2 separate regions of the Zea mays genome follow, and region 1 is linked to region 2. A link is a contact called in public Hi-C data. All regions are on one chromosome and are shown on one strand. The core of a region is the stretch at or near the end of the contact, and the rest is flanking DNA. Distances in the headings are between cores, read along the strand shown. Region 1 holds the start of LOC109940195 (LMBR1 domain-containing protein 2 homolog). Region 2 holds the start of LOC100193496 (FIP1).

Region 1 (6,467 bases), core at 3,632-6,131, 250 kb before region 2:
CTGTATCCGCCGTTTGCGATGCATGGTCCACGACCACGACGAGAGCTGTGCTCTATACGCGCGCACCACATGAGTTCTGACCGTGCGTGGTGGTAAAATGTCGTGGTAGTGGACTAATCACAACTTAACCTCTCCTCCTCGCGGCTGCAAACGTACGGTATATGAGTGCTGCCGTGCGGCCTGCGGCGTTGTCATCCTGTCGCGGGACGGCCCAAGACCAACCGATGTCCACCTCGGGCGGGCACACATCTGTCAGAAAGAAAAAGAAATACTGTTGCAGCCGTACGTTTGCAGCCTCGAGCGCGTTCGGCTGCCCTGCACGGCCGTACGTTATTCAATGTGCCGAACGCGCTCGCGGGACGGCCCAAGACCAACCGATGTCCACCTCGGGCGGGCGTGTTCGGCAGGCTGCAAGCCGACACTGTTGCAGCTGTTTGGACTGCTGCAGCTGCAATCCATAGAGAGAAAAATACTGTAGAAGCCGTAGCCGCAGCCGGATTGCAGCCGCAGCAAGCCGCAGCGAACAAGCTGAAAGAATACACAGCCGATCGCCGCATACAGATCGCGTGGTGGATGCCCATGTGCCTGGCCGGGCCCGCGGTGGTGATGGGTCAGCGCTGTCCGCGTGACCCCACCCATCGCTTTCGCTTCCACACGTCCTGCGCCAGTCCACTGCCGGACATCTGTGGCGGTTCGGAGTTCGGCGGTTCTACAGCACCGCTGATGAAACGGCGCGTATCAGCGTCAGCGGCCGCCGTGTGCGTTGCTCGGCAACCATTGACGCGAAGCACAGTAACGCACGCCTATCTCGGATTTCAGACTTCTCGGTAGCCAACAAATAGAAAATGAGAATGACTCTCTAAAATACAAACGAGACATAGAAAACATGCCGGAACGTAGATATGTTTTTTATGCAAACGACTCTCCGAATGTTAATTTAGAGAATGGAATTAGAAAAAAAAAAGACTCTAGGAGATATTCTCAAAACAAATCAAGAGTGTTTCAAAAACTTATTGATTCCTTGTAGTTGATCAGATTTAACCGCATACACCGGTTCAAACCACAGGAGCACCATGGACACAACCAGCTGTTATGATTAGCATGTGACGAGTAACGGAGACGACTACTTTTGCAGAACACATGGGGCTCCATCTGATTATCTAGAACAAGCCACGTCGTCTAACTTTTCAGGCGAGAAAGTGTGTCATCATGTGCATTGTTGGCTTGTCGTGGACGCGTCTTATCTTAGATCATCGTATGTGTTGACATTATGTCATGTTGTGTTTATTTGTCTGCAAGGTAGATGCAAAACCATCCATTTTAAGAGCATTTCTCTACATCCGCCCATGCGTTTGATTTGTATGATTGTATCCCACCGGCCATGCTCGCGCAGTCGCGCAGGCCTAGCCCCCCGGGCGCAGGCGCGCAGCCAACCAATCGGGTGGATGATCATCAATGGCTGTTGTTGACGCTTTTTTGGAGCGTCAATTACTCAAGAAGAACCGGCGGCGGTGCTCTCTGGTCAGGTGCGGACGGTCCGCGGTCTGGGGCCGGACGGTCCGCAGGCGCGCAGCCAACCAATCGGGTGGATGATCATCAATGGCTGTATTCCTTGCTTGCTCCTTGGCCGCCAATTCAAAAGTAGGACGGGAAAAACGCTCACGAATACGCTGATTTCACCACGCGCGGGAGGTGGTTTGTCTGCGCGCGGGAGGTTTTAGCAGACCAGCTATTTCTTTTTAATTGCCTGCAACATCGCCACTAGAGGAGCTAGACAATGCTTTGCGATTTTATGAGCCGAATGCTTAGCATATTCTTTTACGAAGAGAAGCTAATGACAGAAAATCTGTCGATGTATGTATTAACAGAAAAAGGAAGTCGACCTACATATAAATTGAAACCATAGGCTTTTTTTAATGAACTCTCATGTAACCATATTAGTTTGTATTAATATAACTAGCCAGTTGATCGTGCTGCTTTGGTACGGTTTTTGTATCACATAAATAGTTTGTAACCGTGTTCGACTATATGGAGCAGCTCCGTGTGGTGTAGGTCGGCAGTGCCATACTTGACGACCTCGCGATCAACAATGTCGTCGTCGTCTCCAAGTCCTCGCTCATTCTCCGGCTGCGCTCGATCTCCTCTCTTCCCCAACCCCGGCCCCTTTACAGCGCTCCGATGTCGTCACTGACGCCGATCTGAGCTTGACCCGCTGGCACCGCTGACGTGACGCGAATCCACGAAGCACGTCTTCCACTACTATAGATCGCTTTCACACGAAAAGGTGGGATAGCAGACGCACAATGAATTGCCAATAATAACGTGTGTGAGCATCGTTCGCTATTTTAGCGAACCCTTTACAGTTCATTGCTGGCAGACACTTTGATCTCTACATTTAGCGTACAGGAGGCTATACGGTCTATTGTTGGAGACAACCTTAAGCCCGTCTATTGCTCTCGAGTTCCTCTAAAATTTAAAACAGTATAATGTAGAAGGAGCTAATACGTAAAAATAGGCCATTTTGATGTGGCATACTTGTGAGGCTTACCGAAAATTATGTTGAGGATCTTAATTGGTGATCTTTCTTTATTTAATACTCATAATTGACATTCAAACATCTGATTTGAAACTAAACTTTAGTTAAGGCTATCCCTAGCAGATCTCCCTTCTCATCCCCTATTTTAAACTTCACTCTGCAAACAGTGTCAAACAATGTTATCTATAGTTTCATGTCCCCTATTTTACACTACCCGTTAGAGGTAGTCTAAGAGAACCAAACACCTCCAAGGTACTAAAACAATGTAACAGTGGATTGTGCGTTGTTAGGGATGGCAATGGATACGAGTATGGGTAAATAACTATATGTACTTATCATTGGATAAGGGTATGGTGAAATTTTATATCCGCGGGTATGTGTATGAATATAATAAGGTATATGCGGGTAATTTTTTCGCGGGTGTGGATATCTAGTATCCATACCCATTACCCGATGGGTACCTGACATGTGGGTCATCCAATTTCAATACACAATCCTGAATTTCCATTTAACAATTTTCATCCACGGCATGTTGTTTGATGATGAAATTGTTGTTTGATGTCACTTGAATAAAATTTTGAATTATGATAAAATTGTTGTTTGGTGCTCAATGCTAAAATTGTAGTGAGCGGGCGAGTAAGGAGTATTCCTTGGTAGCGGATACCCGATAGGTACGAGTATGAGTACAGATCCATACCCACAAGCGTATATGGGTATATATATATATGGATTGAGTTTTGTCTCGCGGGTATGAATTCACGAACCATATATCGTCATCGACAAGATTGAACGCTACAAAGTGAGTCTGGTTGATGGGAGTTGTAACAGAACCATCAGTGACCAGTGGAGGCTGAGGTGTGCCACTACGGGTACCAGTAGCCTATTATTCGTGGTAACTCTACGGTTCAAGGGGAAAGGTGAGGGGAGGGGTCGACGACGACAACGCGAAGGAGCCGGTGACCACGGCGGCACAAGTGATGGGGAGACATGGTGTTACTATTTGTGTGACTGGTGAGGGTGAAATGATGGTCTAAATAACATTGGCTATTGGATTTGAGTAAGTAAGAGAGAGGAAGATTATCTAACGATCTGAACCGTTGGTCTTGAGAGTATCGCTCGATGGATTTAGAGAGGGTTATGGATGTAGGAGTGATTTGGTCATATGGATTTTATAAGAATTTGAGAGTGTTGTTTGATGGATTTAGGAAATGTTATGGGTGTAGGAGTGATTTGACAGGATGGGTTTTATTATAAAGTTAAAGCTGGTGGGTTATACAAGGAGTATAGTCGTATAGACTTGGTGAGACTCTGTCTCCTGCTTGCTTTTCTGTTTGAGTTCTGATGGGCCTCGGCCTCTTTTAATATTCAGAGACCTGGTTTGAAGCAAGATACTACTGATTTTGCCTGGTGGGCCGGACGGGCGGTGGACGGTCTCCATTTGCCAAGCTGCTTGTACAGTTGTACTCGCAGAACTTGCTTCATGACCATGAGCACAAGCTAGCAACATGCAACATTGCAGTTGCAGATATATAGTACATATTTTTTTTTGGAAAGGGCGGTTGCAGGTTGTAGCTACTGAGATAAAGGATTTTTTTATAATGACCGCTATTAGCAAAAACAGTTGACCGAACGAAGTGGTCGACGTCCCCTTCCGGTCGACAACATTTCTGAAGCATGCATGAATCTGCTTGTTAAATTATTGGGTGCGACCAAGTAGCTCGTGTGTACATGCGCGTTTACGGGTATATGTAAGGTGCATGCGTTTCTTTGTCCTTTTGACACAGTCCTTAGTTCTGCGCCGAAACTTTTACGCTATCATCACTGTCATGGTCTCTATAAGAAGTCATAAAAATAGATAAAGCTACTATACAATCAAGTTTTCCGTATAGTATAGTCACGCCGTATATAATTAAACTATCAGAAATTATAAAAAAGAACTCAAAAAACCCATAGATATGCAGTATTATTCACTCTATTTTTCTTTAATATATGTTTTGATTTACGATGAATTAGAATCTAAAAAAGACATGGTTATTTTACGAAGCATGATTGGATCCGGACCCCCATGCATTCACATTCACTTACGCGCCGATGTGGCATCATCCGATCATCGGTGGCGGCGGCGATCAGGTCTGGAGCTCGGAGTCGGACGCGGTCCTGGTCGTCCCAACTCCAACTCCATGCAGCGCTTACGTGAAAGGCGAAGCCGACAAGAAAGAGACGAGAGCTCGAATCACCGGGCTCCACCTCCATGACACGTGAGCAGCTGAACCGGTCCGGTCCCGCCCGGTCCCGGCCCCAGCAGCTTCGCCACCCACCCACCACGACACCACACCTCAGTCCTCCTCACACAAAAACGCCAAACATTTTAAAGCCCCCGCCTCCTTCCCCGCGGAACCAATTCATCCCCCCTCTTCTGTCCAGTCCATTCCCCCATTCTCTTCTCTTCACGATTCCGCGGGCGCGGAAGCCCGAAGCGGCGGAGAGATGTGGGTGTTCTACATGATATCGCTGCCGCTGACGGTGGGGATGGTGGCGGCGACGCTGCGCTACTTCGCGGGCCCCGCCGTGCCGGCCCACGTCCTCGCCGTCGTCGGCTACGCATGGCTCTCCTCCCTCTCCTTCGTTGTCCTCGTCCCTACTGACATCTGGACGGTGCGCCTCCCTCCCGCCGTGCTGCTAGAGTGCAGAGTGTGCTAATGCTGTGCCTGTGCGTCGCCGCGACCTCTCCGCCGCTCCGCTTAGTGCGCGCGCTATCACTATTCACTAATTAACAGAGATCATTTGCGCGTACAGCCGGGTTACCAGTAAACTGTGCTGGTTGCGTTGCGCGGTCGTGCGACTGCGGGAGATGGGAGCCGTTTTGGTTAGGACACTGGTAATGTAGCGTCAGAATCGGAGTTTGGATGAACCATATCCATTTCTGAACCTGTTGCTAGTTTACTAAGAAATGATTTAAACTGGATTAACTTATGAATAATGGTGGTTCGATAGCGTACCCAGTAGTCTGGTAGGTAATAGTCTCGATGCCAAGGTACTGAAGGTAGGAATTCGTGGAAACTGTCACAATCAAGAAAGTGATTGGGGTTAGATGGCGATCTGAAATCGTCAAATTGGCATTGGGCTGGTTCTATGACTCGTCAACGGAGTTTGTTGTTGAAATTTAAGCACACCATCAACATCGATAAAGCAAGTAGGTTTTTTATCGTCGCTGTTTGGAAATGGTCTTTAGTAATATAATAATAATAATTGCAGATGAAAAGACCATCAAGATCAAGGTGTTGTTACTTGTTACGCTATGAGCGCGATGTGCGCTGGGTCTGCGGCGTAGTCTGCTTTCATTCCGTTGGCCTGACCCGTTATGCCATTTTTCTGACTCGCAGGCAATTTCTGGCAACGGCAATCAGAAGAGTGACGTCGGGTTCTTTTGGAGCTGGTCGTATTGGAGCACGTTTATCCTAGCATGGTATGCCAGTGACCGACCACAAAGGCTCGTGTTCTGTTAATCGTCCTTCTGGTTGCAGATTTGCAGCGCTGCAAGATTTCGAACGGCATTAGTGATGTTCTCTGTGTTTCTAATAATGAGCTCAAAACATGACATGTCCTTTGCATAATGTTAATGCAGTGTGAAACTTCTGCATAAGCATTGAACTTTTAACTGACCAGTTGGTCAGCGTTCTTTTCTTGAGAAAAAATTGGTCAACGTCTACTGAATATTTTTTTCTCTCAACTAGATAAATTGGATCCTTTGAGATGGTCGCTTGTCCTGCATTCTACAAGTAGTACTATCTATGAACAATATGATCAAATCCTGACATCCAGATCGGCATTGCTGTTTTCATTATCAGGATACCATATTTATGATGAGCTCTCACTGACATAAGAGCAGTTCTTACTGGCCTTCCTAGTTGCTTTCTTCTTATGAATTGCT
Region 2 (5,745 bases), core at 3,030-5,529:
GGATTTGCAGAAAAATCCGAAAGTGTGACGGAAACAGGAGAGGGTCTATCCCGTTATTTTTTGCGAGGTCCCGCTTTTTGGATTGAACCCGTATTTATTTCATATTTGAGGAATCCGGGATCGACCCAATATGCATTAGTGCATTAACTGAAGTCTCATATCCTTAGGTGATAAATTATAGCACAAGAGTCTATCCTAGCCACCGGCTCTCCTTGATGACAAGTAGTCTAAAGGCTTAAACAACACTGGTCATAGCTACTTATACACCATTAACAAAGCAAACAACAATAAAATATTGTATCTCTGTATCTATTTGTTTCATGTTGTTGCTATGCCGATCAATCACTAGTTAGCCATCAATATTATATGTGTTTGTATTAAATTATGAGTTTCCATTTAATGTTTCTATTTTCGTTCATTTTCGTACTTCGGTTTATCTCGTTTCGTTCCTAACTATTTCGAACTTGGTTTCGTTTTCGTACTCTGGTTTATCTTGTTTCGTTCCTAACTATTTCGAACTTGGGTCCGTTTTCGGTGTTAAAATAAGAAAACCGAAACGAGATAGAGATTTTCCCATCCATTTTCATTTCTAGATCCACTTATCATCCTAAAATCCTAAGCTTAGGCTGTTTCTAGCCGATCATGCACTGCTTTACATTATAACTGCATCATTCACAGAATAAATTTTGGATAGGAGATAAAGAAAGAAGATTGGATGGGTAAGAGCATCTCCAAAAGAATCTTCATTTTTGACTCTCTATTTAACTCTCTATTTACCTTTTCATAAAGATTATACTCTATATGTAGCATCTTCGTTCTAACAGATTATCTATCTAGTTTGACTAGTCAGGTGGCTAGCCAAATTTGGCTAGTAAGGGAGCCAATTTGGAGAGTCGGATAGCTTGGCGAGTCAAATAGCTAGTCTGTTGGAGAGTTATTTTGTTGTTAAATAGCTAAAATTTGACTTGCTAAGCCATTTAGCTAGTCTCTTAGAGATGCTCTAAGGTTAGTACACGGCAACCAGTCATGGCTACAAGCGGCTTACGCCTCATCGCCACCAAAGCTCCCATATAAATATAATGGTGTGAATGCAGAGAAACATTTAAAAATCCTGGCTCCCTTTGTCAATCGACAAAAATATAACGCATCACCAACCGCTTGTTTCTCCTCGACCTTCTGGTCCCCCTAACTTTTCTAGGCCCTTGATAATCAAGTTCCCACATTAGTTCTGCCACATTTAAATGTTTGACATGCATTCTTTCTCCACATACATCTCATGATTACAACATTGACAGGAACAACAGACATTTCTGACGCGTATGCAAGCTAGTGAGTGTACCGTGTCAAAGGCTTCAGCTAAAAGGATCTGAAACAGGAGACACTCAGAAGCTAAGGAATCCTTGCGACCCAGCCTGAACTCAAGATGTGGAAACTGATGTAACCGGAAGAAACACCATTTACCCCGGTGTCTTCACGGTTGCAACTCACGTGCGCTAGCCAAGGCTTCTTGAAGACTGGTTGCAGCCTTGTCGTACATTAGAAAACCCATGAACCAGAACTCGTGGCCTTCAATGGATACGACCTGAATGTACTTCTCCGCGGGACTTAATTTGCTTACTGAAGGATTAGCTGCTCTTAGCTGGTGAAGAGGAATGACCACCTATTTATGAAAAGTGAAGAGAACATTCTTAATTAACACAGTTCATCTTTTTAATTGAAGTCCTGCTGATATTTGAACATCAAAATGGATCAAGCAACAACTGGGACAAAAGATCCAAGTTAGGTATGACAAATTCACATGCATTTTTCTTAAGTGACAATCAGTGCTTCAGCATTCAATCCAGAGACACAGAAAGCACCATTGTTAGAGTTAGACCATGTCCTCAATAGAGAGCATAGCATCAACTTGCAGTTAACAGTGCACCTCTTTTATGATTCAAAACTAAATTTTATCATAAGTGCGTAAGGCTCACAAACTAACCAGACTGCAATTGTGTCCTTTATTGTTTATAATTTAATATATGTATATATCTTCAGAATAGAATGGAACTGAAGAGTGTCACTGTTCTCATCCTCAAATCCAATACCATTTTTACCAGCGAGCACTAAAAACATAAGTTTACCTATTCTCACGTAGTAAGTCAAATTTATAAATCTACAGGAAACTAACAATAATGATTTATAGAAACCAAACCAGTCAATGATATGATACAAAAGGAAGATCGGTTTCAATAGCGATAACTAGATGCTAAGAAGGGAGTAACCCTTGCCTTGTAGTAACTCCATTCAGTTTTATTTCCAGCTTTGTATGACAGAGGATTGTCACTGCAGAAAGCAATCTTTGCTGTAGAAATATACAAGACTCCCATGACAGGACCCGCCGATGTTGAGAGATAGCACGCAAAGCATATTTTCAGCTGCTCATCTGGAAGAACTTCGAAGGTCTGCTTAAATATTTTTTCATAGCCCCCTTCTGCTAAAACTTTAGTCCCTTGTGCTAGGCGTCCCATAGCAGCTTCAGTAAAACTAGGTCCAGTCTTGACTGTTAAGAAGAATGGCATATTGTCAGGCAAAAGGGAAACCATGTTAATAGACGTACGATATTAAGTTTATTTCCCACGTCTTTAATTGAATTTGAAGGTTGATACAGGATCTTGCGGGTTGGGTATAATTATCAGCCAAATGTCTCACTCCATATTGAAAGTTTTAATGATTTCAAGTAAATAAGATGGACGATTACGGTACCTACACACACCACTGAGGACCTTCGCCCATGATCTACAACTATAGTCAGTTTTCAGTGATTTGAAGTTTGATCTTGAAAGTCCCATTGAAGAGGTGTCAGTTTTCACAATGCAGGGGACTCCACCCTGGCTTCATCTTAAGAGGTGTCGTGCTTTGAACTTGGGTTGGATGAGAGTTCCAACGACTACCACAATTCAACTTTCTAACCGTCGACTGCAAGAAACTTGGCCATCACAAGTTCTATATAGGTATTTAGCCACAAGCCCCAATCAACTGATAACTAAAAGGTAATGGAAAATCTTACTGTTGTAAGATCTGTCCAATGTTTGCTTTTTTCCCTGCAAGGGATTTGGTCAAAGTGCAAACAAAGACAAGTTTGCATATGCACTTGTAATCATTCAGTCAATAGAGACACCATCCAGTTAAGTTCGAAGACAAGCATGTTCATCTCTCCCCACAAATGATTCAGCACACTACAGGCCACATAACATCCTACGACCGAATGTCTAAGAAAGATCAACAAGATCATCATTAAAACTGCGAACTTTTGGGTAACAGAGTTTAAAGAGTTCTTTTTAAACACAAGTAAACTTATGAAGATACTTAGCCAGCAAGGCAAAAGCATATGGAAAGCCACACCAAAATGTTACTGTACGCTTCTTTTCTTGGGCCAAAGGTTCAAATATTCTGCTTCCCCGGCTCCACAACCCCCAACATAATTCTCAAAAGGAGTCTACCACAGCTTTCATTACTTTACATTTGCAACTTCATATATGGAGATTCTTTCCTTCGATAGTTAGAAAGCTAGTGCATCCTACCAATCCGTGCACCTCAAGGAATGAATCATGCGAAGAAACCAACACAATGGACCTTTCGAAGGAAAATAGAACGTTATCACTTAGCAGGGGTGCTGAGATCTCACAGTGTTGCCACGTGTCGCGGCTGAGGCTCTCGACCATCTTGGTGGTCTCCCCCCACGACTTCCCCCACCTCGACAGCGTCTCCCTCATCGCCTCCACGGCGCCTGACAATGGGCCAGGGCATAGTGAAATCAGAAACAAAAAAAAATCCTCTAGATAAAAGAGAAATACAGCGCAAAGCTAGGTCCGACGCGTCGAACTAGCGGGGGTTTTACCTTTAGACGAGGAGGACGCGGGCCCGCGGGACACGTACTGGCTGGACTCCGCCGCAGCGGCGGCGTGCACGTGCGTCGGCGACTCGGACGTGAGCTTCTCGCTCCAGGTGACCGTCTTGGGCGCTGGTGCGGGCGGCGGGGGCGGCGGATCGACCGTCTCAGCCTCCGGCGCCGGCAGGGGCGGGGAGGGATCGGGTGCGGGGACGGCGGCGCTGACGTTGGAGTCGGCCTGCGCGGTGGAGGCGGAGGCGTCGACGGCGGGGTCCATCTCGGCGGGCTGCGGCTGCATCTGAGCTCTGAGGAATGGGGGCGCGGTGGTGGGGTCCGAGGAAACGGAAGCTGGGAGTGGGGAAGGGGAACTCGCGCGTCGCAGAGCGTGCGTGGGGTTGGCAACTGGTGTTGTGAATTGTGATGTGGGTCAACCCGTTTCAGTTCCGTGTTGAAGCAAAGTCGCAGCTCGCACGTGGCGCTTCTATTACAACGGGCAACTGCAATCCGGTTCTCGAAGCGGGCGGGGTTTGGCCTCCTTTGGGCCGTCCTCTAGATTTTAGAGGAATAAAAGTATGGGCTATTAATTTTATGTAATCTAAGTTTTCTTATTTATTTAACATATTGTTGGTGTCGATCCGAACATCAATCACTGCGATGAGAATCGACGACGGTACTCTCTGCACAGGCACGGACGTTCCGCGGCCAGGGACTGGACGGTCCGCGACCTGGCACGGGGCTCGGGTTCCATGCCTGATGAGCCGGACGGCCCGTGCCTATAGGCCGGACGGTCCGCGCGTGCGCAGGGGCGGCGAGGTTCGCTGGCGACGCCTGGATCTCGCTCCCGGGAGAGACCCTGTCGGGGAGGAGAGATCCTAGGTGTTGTCTAGGTTCGGCAGGCCGACCTAGACACCTCTAATCGACGTAGAGCTGAAGAGAAGCGGAGAATTTGGGGGATTAAAAGACTAAACTAGAACTACTCCTAAATGTACAAGATAAAATACGAATTGTATTGATTGTAGGTCGATTGTTTATGATTAATCGGTCGTATAGAGGAGGGGGGTTGGACCCGTTACAAACTAATCTCCCAAGCTAATCCCGCGAATTTAGCTAACAACTGTACCAAGAAACTCGGAACTCTAATTAACTCTACGCGCGCGCGGATCGTCCGCACCACCAGTGCGGACCGTCCGGCCCCTCATTTTGGTGCTCAACAGGATATAGACACCAGATATCCTAATATGAAGGATTTTAGATTGACTGTTAGACAATATGCTATAAACAAAGAATTTGAGTTGGGTATCCAGATTAGGTTGCAAGATGAACACAAGTGCACGATTGGCTATGACACGGTCTAGAAAGGAAAGGAGAAGGCATTGGATGAACTACATGGTTCATGGGAAGAGAGTTTTCAACTGTTGTAAAAATAGAGGGCAGAGGTCATGAAGAGAATACTAGATAGTGTTATTGAAATTGAATGCAAGGTGGTTAAGGGCAAGGATTATTTCCACCGTTTTTGTGCGCTTGGTCCTTGCACTGAAGGTTTTTGGAGAGGTTGTAGACCATGGCTTGGTGTTGATGCAACTACACTAAATGGCAGGTGGAATGGTCATTTAGCTGCTGCAACTGGTGTTGATGGTCACAATTGGATGTACCCAGTTGCATATGGATTTATGGACTCAGAAACAAAAGACAATTGGAAATGGTGGATGAGTCAGCTACATAAGGTTGTAGGAGATCTTCCTAAACTTTCTATTTGTTCACATGCTTACAAAGGATTGCTAAATGCAGTGCGAGATGTGTTTCTAGAAGCCGACCGAAGAGAATGCTTTCGACATTTGATGCAAAATTTTGTTAAGAGATTTTTGGGTGAAAGT

Evidence for each region. A called contact is a pair of places that touch in the nucleus more often than the background predicts.
Region 1: a Hi-C map of tassel shows a contact between it and region 2, with 2.1 times the contacts expected there. The contact joins the promoter of LOC109940195 here to the promoter of LOC100193496 in region 2. A contact is called at or near these places in 3 of 25 Hi-C or Micro-C datasets (endosperm, leaf and tassel).

The regions. Positions count from the first base shown.
Region 1 is chr6:122,391,342-122,397,808 of Zm-B73-REFERENCE-NAM-5.0, reverse strand. LOC109940195 (LMBR1 domain-containing protein 2 homolog) reads left to right here and starts at 4,881. Exons shown (of 14, transcript XM_020539451.3): 1 at 4,881-5,191; 2 at 5,920-6,002. The coding sequence starts at 5,024. It overlaps LOC118472240 (a long non-coding RNA gene), which reads right to left. Exons shown (of 3, transcript XR_004850282.1): 3 at 5,968-6,070.
Region 2 is chr6:122,143,611-122,149,355 of Zm-B73-REFERENCE-NAM-5.0, reverse strand. It overlaps LOC100193496 (FIP1), which reads right to left and starts at 4,279. Exons shown (of 4, transcript NM_001138610.1): 1 at 3,881-4,279; 2 at 3,668-3,769; 3 at 2,271-2,542; 4 at 1,105-1,660. The coding sequence starts at 4,169. The coding sequence ends at 1,472.